Regions from separate parts of the Mus musculus genome. Here region 1 is linked to region 2. The links are chromatin contacts, called in public Hi-C maps. All regions are on one chromosome and are shown on one strand. The core of a region is the stretch at or near the end of the contact, and the rest is flanking DNA. Distances in the headings are between cores, read along the strand shown. Region 1 overlaps Nrg4 (neuregulin 4). Region 2 holds the start of Nrg4 (neuregulin 4).

Region 1 (5,370 bases), core at 2,781-5,280, 47 kb before region 2:
CATCTCTCCAGCCCCAGGAAGCCACTCTTAACACAAAGGCAAATGCACCTAGCAGGCTCTCAAGTCCTACCTCACAGCACAACTGAGTCACATGGCAGTGAATGTGACTGTGCTGTATGGCTGTCCATTTTACAGGCACAGCAATGGACTTCTGGGCGATTTCCACTCGTTGGTTACAGGGAGGAATGCTGTTGTGAACATTCGGTTTCTTTATACAAACCCAAGTTTTTGTGTACTTGGGTAGCTGACTAGGAGGGGACTTGCCGGGCTATACAAATGTGTCTTAATAAACTGTCCAGCCCTCTAGTCCCAGCACCACTGAATTGCACTTTCCCATATCCCAGACTTAGAAATCACAGCAGAGTTAGTGCGTTAATTGGTATTGTATTTTGGCTTTTCCATCTGCTAGTGAATTACAATGTCATGTACTTTGCACATGCTTATTTGTAGTCTCTCCTCCCCCAGCCTGAACCCTGCTTGCTCTGGGGTGGAGCTTCCTGCTCATTTGTTCTGCCACGCCCACTGCTGGAACCTGCCGCCTTGCTGTTCCGAAGCCATCACGTGCTCACCCTGCTACTGGACTCAGGGATTATTTGGCGGGAATCGGGTCCCCTCCCCCTTCCTTCATAACTGACTGTCCGCAACAGTAAAATTGAGCTTTGATCAGAGTGACTTTTGACTTGGCTCCGTTCTTTCTTCTGCCCGTCTAGTTCTTCTCTTTCAGCCCGAGTTGCCATCTCAGTTGAACCATTTGTTGCGAGCTGCAGGCCGGCCACAACACTTATTGACCATTTGTGCATTTTCTTTGGTAAAATGGTTGCACTTCAGTTCTCTCATTTTCTGTTACTGAGTTTAGATGTTTCCGTTGAATGAGTTCTTGTGTATATTATACCATCTGTCAGATACATGCTTTGAAAATATTTTCTCCTATTTGTGCCTTACATTTCATTTTTACAGTGGAATCATTGGAAGCATGGGGATTTATCATTTGCACACAGCCCAGTCTATCAAGTACTTAACCAATCGTGCGTCCCATACTCTATCTTTGCCTAAAATGAGGGCATAAAGAGTTTCTCCTTCGAGGTTTATATGTTAGTTCTTAAATTCATAGACACTGTGAGCTATTTGTGTCTAGGGGAGAAATGAATTTATCTTCTTGCATGTGGCCCTGTGACTGTCACGGCATCCTGTGATACTGCTGTGTGGGAGCCTGTGCCTAGAGAGCTCACACCAGCACTATGCTGTCTAAACTATGTCAGATTTGCCATAAGCTGGCTCTCGGTAGTTTGAGCCCTTCAATGTGCTGTTAAATCACTGCTTCCCTGTCTGAGGCCCTGCATAGTCCCAGTGTGTGTCCCAGTCACCCTGTCAGCTATCACAAAAGCACCTGCTACAATTTACTGGGATGTACTGTCTCTAGGAAAATTCACAGTAAGGAGAACTGACATCTGAATATTATACTTTCCAAAGCCACCATCAGCACAGAAATCCCCGCGATTAGCTGGGTCTGCCTTCTGTTAGAACTACTGCAGACTTCTTGGTGCAGACCTGTATTTGTTATGTTTCTACTGGTGTGATAAGGTGCTGTGGCCAATGTAATGGACAGAAGGAAGGCTTTGGTTGGCTTATAATGGTTCCAGAGGGTTGAGAGTCCAGCATGGCAGGGAAGCATATCAGCAAGCTGCAGACATGTTCTCTGGAACACAGCTGAGAGCTCACATCTTGCCCCATAAGCAGGAGACAGAGAACACACTGGGAATCGCATGAATCTTTAAAAACCTCAAAGCCCGCCCACAGTGACACACCTCCTCCAACAGGCCACGCCCACTAATCCTTCCCAGGCAGTTCTACCACCTTGGGGCCAAATATTCAAGCGCATGAGCTCTTGGGGTCATTTTCATTCAGGTCACCACAGGTCTTCTACCACTTTTGTTAGCTCCATCCCTGTATACTCTGAGATGCTGTTACAAAAAAAGTGTTGTTTTTAAAGCTTTTATATCTAGCAGTTTCTAACATATGGAAACATATTTTACCTCTTTAAATTAACCTTGCAACATCACTAAACTACCATCTTGTCTTATATTCTGTACTCTCTTCAGTATTTCATAATGAGTTTATCAAGAGTGATTGTTGCTTCAGTAGAAATTTGGTATAAGTTCAAGTACTTGGGCCTGGACTGTCATTAAAGAAAAGTTTCTACACAAATTCAATCAATGAATGTAGTACTATTTGAATTATGATTAATTTTTTTAACTTTTTATATCACTCTCCAGATTTTATTTTTTTGAAACAGGGTTCATTAGAGCCCAGGTTGGTCTCATTGTAGCTGAGGATATTCTTGCACTTCTGATCTTCCTGTCTGTAATTCTTCTCAGGGGCTGGTATTATAGGCATGCATAACTGAGTCTGGTTTTATGTAATGCTGAGGACAGAACCAGGGCATCTTGCCTGCTAGGCAGGCATACCACATGAGAGCTGCAGCCCCAGCCCCTCAAGTTAGCCCTTTCTTTGGTAGTTTTTCTTCTTCAAAGGGTTTGTCTGTTTAATCTAAATTATGCCAGAGCTTCTCCTATTGCCCTGTCTGTAATATTGCTAGAAATGCTACTTAATCTTGTTGTTGATATTGCTAATTCCTGTCATTTTTCCCCTCTCCTTGATCATTAGTAGTTTTTGAAATAGGGTCTCCTACTGAGCCTGGGTCTGATTCAGTAAGATTATGAGGCCAGCAAACCCCAGAGATCTTCCTGTCCCTGGCTGTTCTCGGAGTAGGATTATAGAACCCTGCTATCAAGCCCAGCATTTAAAAAAAAAAGATTTATTTCATTTTAGTGTATGTGCATTTATGTGTACATGTGCATGTGTGTGTACATTCATGTGTGACCATGTGTGCATTTGTGTGTATGCATGTATGTACACACATGTATGTGTGCATGTGTGTGCACCTGTGTACTCATGTGTACACATGTGCACACATGTGTACTCATGTGTATATGTGTGTGTGTGTGTGCGCACGTGTATGTGTGCACATATATGCATGTGTGTGCATGCAAAGATGCAACTGCACACTGAGAACAGAGGTTAACTGTTGCTTCATGTGGTTTGTTCATTTTTCATTCTTTTCAAGTAAGAGAAAGGAAATCCAGTGCGTGCTGTCTTATTTTGCTCGAAACCTCAAGAAGCTTGAAAACGCTGACTTGCTACAGTTTTCCCTAAGGTAATTTCCCTGCCTGGCTCCCAGCACAGCCCACATCAGAGTGGTTCTAGAACACTGTTCCTCAGATCTGCTGTAGCACATTACAGCTGAGTGCATCACTTCAAGTGCTGAAATTCATATAACTTCACATATTTATTTTATGAAAAAAGTATTACTTCTGTCACACTGCTAATAAAAAAAATTAATCCTCTGGGCAGTGGTACCTCGTGCCTTTAATCCCAGTACTCAGGAGGTGGAGGCAAGCAGGTCTCTAAGTCCAGCCTGGCCTACAGAGTGAGTTTAGCCAGGGTACAGAGAGAAATCTTGTCTTAAGGAACAAACAAACAAACAAACAAACACAGAAAAGAAAAAAGTATTCTCTTGTGAAAAGTAACAACTAGCCCGAAATCCAGGGGCAAGTCTTAGGCCACCCTTCTTTGAATGGCTGTGAACATAGTCCATACACACAACAGCAAGGATCTCACCTGTGCCCTTAACCATCCCATTTGGACTTTACTCACTGTGACGGGTTCTGGTATTGTTTGTCTCTACCAGGCTGATCTCACACTGGACTGAACTGGCCCTCTGAAGGTGGCCCTTCCTGGCATCAAAGAGAAGAGAAATACAGATGAAAAATGGGTAACTTGAAAACATGTCAGAAGAATCAGAAAGGAAATTAATCTTGAATATTTGGAAGTACATTCTTTCTTCAGCGCTACCTAATGTCGTAGAGCTGCCCTAATGTTTAACAAGCCCCGCCCCCCCCCCCTCCCACACACACACACTTTAGCCAACCTGCCCGCAGAGGTGGCGGTGCGACTCTGGATACCGCTAAGCTGAGCCTGCAAGCATGGCATTGATGCTGAGTCTTAGGGAGTTTCTGTAAAGAGGTTACTCCCACCACTGTGGACCCATTTATGAAATATGGGATAGCTTTAGTGAACAACTCTAGTTCATGGTGAAAGATCCTGAGAGAGAGTGCAAAATTATTTAAGCCTCTAGACTTGTGTCCAAAATAGACCTCACTAATGGCAGGGAGTAAAAGTTTAACTTGCCCCATTGTTCCAGGATGTACTAACCACAAAGTAGAAGTTTAACTTGCCCCATTGTTTCAGGAAATGTTTGTACAGAATACTCCAACCGTTCCTTGAACCCGTTATACTTCCCAAATGCTATAGCCCAATGCCAGGTGTTTGTGGTTTCTGCCTTTATAAACCTCTTACCCCTTGAGCTCGGGGTCGACTCCTCTACCCCTGTGTGGGATATGAGTCGCCCCCAGTGCACTGGCCTTTCCTGAATAAACCTCTTGCAGTTTGCATCAAGATTTGTCTCTGTCTGTCTGTCTGTCTCTCTCTCTCTCTCTCTCTCTCTCTCTCTCTCTCTCTCTCTCTCTCTCTCTCTCTCTCTCTCGGTCTCTCAGCTGGGCGGTGGTGGCGCATGCCTTTAATCCCACCACTGAGAAGGCAGAGGCAGGAGGATTTTTGAGTTTGAGGCCATCCTGGTCTACAAAGTGAGTTCCAGGACAGCCAGGGCTATACAGAGAAACCTTGTAAAAAAAAAAAAAGATCGATCGGTCTCTCGTGAGTTCTTGGGCATCGCGTCATCCTGGGACTTGAGTGAGCCCCCCCACCCCCGTTTGGGGGTCTTTCAATGGCAATAAAAATCATTTTGAACCTAAGCTTCATCAGCTTTGGGTCATCTGATTGTAACCTTATATAGGCTATAATCTGTCACCGTGTGAATTAAAAAAAACTATTCTAAATATTAAAATGAAAATTGAAATGTAAAAAATTGCTTTTTTTTTTTTAGTATTTCAACCCCAATGTATTGATTTATGTTAGTGAAAACAAATTAACATCATCTCGCCATAGCAAAACAGCATTTTCTAAAAGCACACCGGCCCTTAATCCTAAAATGCCAGTCTTAGACAGGGTTTTAGCACAGGGCTCAGGGGACATTTTGAACCTCGTCATTCGGGTAACATCCTCTTCTAAGTCACAGAAAGCCCAAGGCCTCAGGTCGCAGCACTTTCAGCCACCAAGTGGTCAGAACCGATAGAGAACGATTTGTTTTCGTGACTAAACATTTTCTTCTCCTCTGGGCTAGCTGATTGGTGAGCTGGTTCCCACCTCTCTCCACCCCCATCCCAAACACTGGGGGTTCAAGCACATGCAGTG
Region 2 (5,371 bases), core at 669-3,168:
TTCACTTTCTCTTTCACCTTTGACATTTCCTTTACCAGTCTTCATCAACTACTATTTACATGGGAAAATTGAGACTTTCTCCTTAAAGAGAACACCATAGAGCTTTAAACTGCATGTTGCTAGTTTGTTTCTACCTAAAACATGATCTAGAGTCATCTCATGTGAAGAAGAAAATGGCAGTATTTCCTTTTGACATCAACTTGGCATTAAAAAACAATATGCTGTTAAAAAAAAAAACAAACTTGCTAGTATTTTGACTTCTAAAATATTGATACCTATCAACATATAATTGCAAGGAGCTAGAAATCTCCAGTCTGAATTTGAAAAGTTTAAATTTTCCTTTTACTTTAGAAACAAGAATTTCAGGTTGCGACTATGAATGTATCAAAAAAAAGGTATATAATACCGAAGAAGAAGAAAAAACACTACAAAGAATGTAGTGTTACAGAAACAAAAATGAACTGGTTCAAACGTTTTTTTTTTTCAGATTCCCTTTTCTTTTTTATACAAAGCCATGTCTTAATAAACCAACTTCTAACATTACTCACCTAACCTGAATTACTACCTCTTATGCTAATTTTATTCTGATTTCATTCACTTAGAATTTGAGAAGTTGATATCAGATAGAAAGCTAGAATCTGTCACTTTGTAAGAAGAAAAAACCCAATAAAACAAAAATAAAAAATAAAATAGATTTATGTTATATAGGTCTTTTAAAGCTAAACTAATGTTTTTGGAAGGCTTTGCATGGGAAACAATATAGCTTTATATTAATATACATTGGTCATTTTCTTACTAAATAAACTCACACATAGACAAGAAGTATGAACTTACAAGAAATTACCTGTTGGCATCTTAATTTTTAAATAGTTTCATTCTTGATGGAAGAATTAAGGTTGAAAATCAGCACCTAAAATAATTTAAAATTTATATTTTAAGGGAGGTTATCCTGTTTGGAGGACATTATAATGCGCCAAATGTTCCATTAGCAAAACTCTAAAATGTTGAAAATAAAACACACATGGCAGTATTCGAGCATCTTAGACATACAGACAATGCTGAAACATGAACAGATAAAAAGAAGATCGACATTAAAAGGGTAGTGTTGGGTGAGAACGGTGGCATAGCGTCTTGGTTGAGAACACCATGGAGACGTGCAGACACACGCTCAACTGAGCCACCTCCAGCGACATCTGTGCTTTTAAACCACGTAGCCCGCAGAAACCTAATTTCCACAACGAACCCATGACCTCCCAAATTTTCAACTTGTTGAAAATGGCCACTCTATAGAAAAACCTCAAAAAAGGATTTAAGCACTTCGGTTACAGCTTCAGAACCTGCACAAGTGCGTGTCCACGTTTGGTAGGCAGAAGCTACATAGTCTGCCTGCCAATCAATTGACAAACGCCCTTCCTTAAAATGGTGTCTGAGATTTGGCAAGGCAGTAAATGAGACACACTTATGAGAGAAGTTTGCTACTGTAACAAACAAAGGCATTAAGAGCAGATGAAGGATTTAGCCTTACATTGGGATTGCAAGCTCTTGTCATAGTACAAATACTATAATGAAAGTTCAATCTACCACTTCATATAAGAACATTCAAAATTAAAGTCTTCTAAAGGCAATCTCTTTTACAGACAAGCAGAGAGAGGAGAAAGAGGTGAGGAGAGGGGAGAGAGGGGAGAGAGGGGAGAGAGGGGAGAGAGGGGAGAGGGAGAGCGCGCACAGTAAATGTATAATCACTGGCTCATTTTTTTTTTCTCCTTTTTCCCCAAATAAACAGGGCTTACCTCAACAGAAATTTATATTCCCATAAAAAAAGAAAATTTTGCTAGACATGCAGCGTTTCACAAGTGTTTGAACACTGAGGACTTCAGCAACTGTGACTCGAACTTTACAACGTGTCAAAAATCGGATTTATGTCACTTCAGTGTGGGCGAGGTCAAGGCAGACCAAGGTGTGAGCAGAGGTCGCAAGCAGCCAGGGGAACCACGCCCACACAGAGGTCAGGAGCAGCCAAGGGAGTCACGCCCACACATTTCCAAACCGCAAACGGGTAGGATTTCACTAAGAAAAGGAGCTGCGGTAGGTGGCACCCCTAAAGCGCGGTCCAAGTTTCAAAGTTATGAAATAAGCCACGTTCTTTAGAGCCCTTACTTATCTCTGCATGTCTTGGTAACTGATATGTGTTAGGTAAGTATGTGGAAAAACAGCATTGGTGTGAAACTAATGCACCACAGAGTTTACAAAATAATTTCTCTTATAGAGTAAGTAAAATATACAAATAATGACTTGAACTTATCAGACTGAACGAAGCAATAGTTGAAACGGAGCTCACATTTATCGTGGCACCTCTAGCGATGCAGCTAGTGGATCTGATGATAGAAGTTCTCAGGAGACCTGTGACACAGCTCTCTTAAGCGCGCCTGTGTAAGTTCTGTCGTGTCTGGGAAACGACTCTCCTTGGAGTCACCCATTACCTCTGGCTCTTAGAATCATTCCTTCTCCCCTTCTGAGAAGATCCCTCAGCCTCATATACACTAAGAAAAGTTAAGTTCTAAAAGTCATGTTTTAAAATGTTAACATGTAAATCTGTTTAAATGAAATATGGGTTTCCCCTTTAGATAAAAGTATACTAAGCATTTAGATGGTTTTATTTTCCAAAAATCACAATTCAAACAAATATGTGTGTGTGTGTGTATATATATATATACATATATATATATGTGTGTGTGTGTGTGTGTGTGTGTGTGTGTGTAAAACATGCTTTTGACTATAGATTTATTTTCATTGCTCATATTATCTCCCACATCAAATGAAATTCTATAGATATAGTTAGCACATATATGCATAATATATGTGTATATATACATATGTACATAAGTTATTTTAGCACACAGTATTTGAGACTGAAAATAAGATGATAAAAATAACCTTTATTTATTTTATTTGAACTAGGAAACTATTATGCTGCCAATTAATATAGAAATGAACACTAAACTGCACATGGGGATCATGTGAACTTAAGCCATTCAAGATGCATTTATTAAGAGACATGTTATGATGATTTGTACTGTTTTTTATACATGAGAAATTAAAAACCGGGGGAGCTATGTGATTCCTTATTTTATTATTTAAGACAGAGTCTTGAAGGACCCATAGCTCCAGCTGCAGAGGTAGCAGAGGTGGCCTTGTTGGGCATCACTGGGAGGAGAGGCCCTTGGTCCTGTGAAAGCTAGGTGCCCAGTGTAGGGGAATGCCAGGGTGGGGAGGCAGGAGTGAGTGGGTGGGTAAGCACCCTCATAGAAGTAGAGGAAGGGGGGATGAAATAGGGGTTTGGGAGGAAACTGGTAAAGGGGATAACATTTAAAATGTAAATAAAGTAAATATCCAATAAAAAAGAAAAGACAGTCTTTATGTGTAGCCCAGGCTTGCCTGAAGTTTATAGTCCTTCTGCCTTAGTTTTCCAAATGTTGGGTTTGTAGATGTGTGCTACCCAGATATACGTGATTCTAAATTTAAAAAAAAAAATGAAAAGATTTTCAAGCTAGCATTTCACTGAACGAAAGCCTTGGTACTTAAGAAAATTTCTCCATTTAACTGTGAACAAGTGTACTAAGCAGTGGATACCTTTTAAACAAATGCCCCCTACTGTTGGACACTGGATGAAAAACAGAACAAGTAACTAAGTAAACTCTTTCACTGACTCATCTCTGTGGTTTGGATCTTAAGTGTGCTCACACCTAAAGCACACGTGTTGAACAGTTTGGTTCCTATCTGAAGGCACTTCTGGGAGGTAGTGGAGCTTTTAGGAGGTGTGACCTAGTGGAGGGTGTTGGGTCTTTTGAGATGGGCCCTTAAACTAGGATACTAGGACCCTGACCCATCCTGTGTTTTCTAGATACCACAAGATGAAGAGCTTAGCTCATACTCTTTGATGTGACGTTCTGTCTAGCACAGGCCCCAAAGCAATGAAACCAACTAGCTATGGACCACAGCTGTGGTCCAAAATAAACCTCTTCTCCTTCCCTTTACTTTCTCAGGGTTTTTCCACTGGGACAGAAAGCTGACACAAAAACTCATATAAAGGAGATTTTTACTTAGAACAAGGATAATTTCATGTGGTTCTATCTAAGATACTTAACAATGCCTGTTATGTGTGATATTTTAATATTTAACCCAGAGTCTTGCTGTGTAGCCTAGGCTGTATTCCACTATACAAGCATACACACAACAAAAACAATAATGCTAGTTAACTAATAAGGGAAAGTGAAAGACTCCAAGAAGTGTTACTGTTCACATGTAACCTTGGGAATAGAGAAACATTTGCAAGCAGAGATGGATGAACATACCACACGGTGTTCAAAAGCACAAAGAGAGAAGAGGCAAGGTGGCCGGCTTATTGTTAGTAGGTCACAGGCCAAGATGCATGCAGGGCACAGAGGTGAAGGTGTACAGATTTTTAGGAGTGTGAGATAGCAGAAAGAAGGGGACCAGGGGCGACGAAAGCAGAATCCAGACATAAACATCATCTGAAAGGCAACAGGAAGGCCATGAAGAGCTTTTGGGAAAGGAATTGCATGGCCATAGCTGCATGCTATAAAGCTTATTTTCTGATAGTATAGAAAACAGTTGGTATGAGAAAAAAAGTTTGGAACTTATTAAAGAAGTGAAATTACGGGTCTACACAAAGACCTTTACACAGGTGGTTAGAACGCATTCAGTCTTGCTGTCCCCCAACTAGAAACAATCTAGATGTCCATCGCTGACAATCCACAGACGCTGGAAGCAATTGGCGTGCCCATCCACTGACATACAGATAAACAAGTCGTGGTGTGGCCACACAATGGAATACTGTTTGACAACAATGAGGAATTAACTAGTCACATGTGTTAAAACACTGATGAACTTCAGAACATGTTAAGTGAAGACGTGAGTCCTAAGAGAGTACACATATGACCTTACTTACATGAAATGAGTAACAGCTGCCTGGGCCTGGGGCTGGAAACATAAGGGACCTTTATAGAGAGAATTGTTCCAAAATTGGGTTATGGGAATGTCTGTACAACTCTTAAATGTAAAAATGCCACACAAAGATATGTGTATTTCTACTGTTGAAAACAAAAAGAATAGAGAAATATATTCCATGAGTAAGATAATGATTTCTATTTAAAACACATTTAAAAAATATTTTTATTTATGTGTAAGTGTGTCTCTAAAAGTGTATGCCATTCATGGGCGAGTACCTGCAGAGTCTAGAATAGTTGTTCTCAACCTTCCTAATGCAGGGACCCTTTTTTAGTTTGGTTTCTCATGTTATAGGAATGTCAACCATAAAATTATTTTGTTGCTACTTCATAACTATAATTTT

What was found. A called contact is a pair of places that touch in the nucleus more often than the background predicts.
Region 1: a contact with region 2 is called in a Hi-C map of liver, with 2.9 times the contacts expected there. The contact joins the enhancer-like site here to the promoter of Nrg4 in region 2. A contact is called at or near these places in 1 of 39 promoter capture datasets (macrophages), 13 of 484 Hi-C or Micro-C datasets (brown adipocytes, cortical neurons, embryonic heart and 6 more), 5 of 115 datasets of contacts at active chromatin or transcription factors (the HPC-7 cell line, embryonic stem cells, kidney and 2 more) and 3 of 9 other capture datasets (adipose tissue, liver and pancreatic islet).

The regions. Positions count from the first base shown.
Region 1 is chr9:55,232,726-55,238,095 of GRCm38.p6, forward strand. Nrg4 (neuregulin 4) reads right to left here. Exons shown (of 8, transcript NM_032002.2): 5 at 3,715-3,794. Among named protein-coding and RNA genes, the nearest start is that of Fbxo22, 26 kb to the left of the region's middle. Within about 2 kb of position 4,031, at least 17 of the 459 cell types and tissues checked have an H3K27ac peak or open chromatin away from gene starts, as enhancers often do. A contact at or near this core is called in liver, where this site is marked.
Region 2 is chr9:55,281,707-55,287,077 of GRCm38.p6, forward strand. Nrg4 (neuregulin 4) reads right to left here and starts at 1,919. Exons shown (of 8, transcript NM_032002.2): 1 at 1,791-1,919; 2 at 845-910. The coding sequence starts at 854.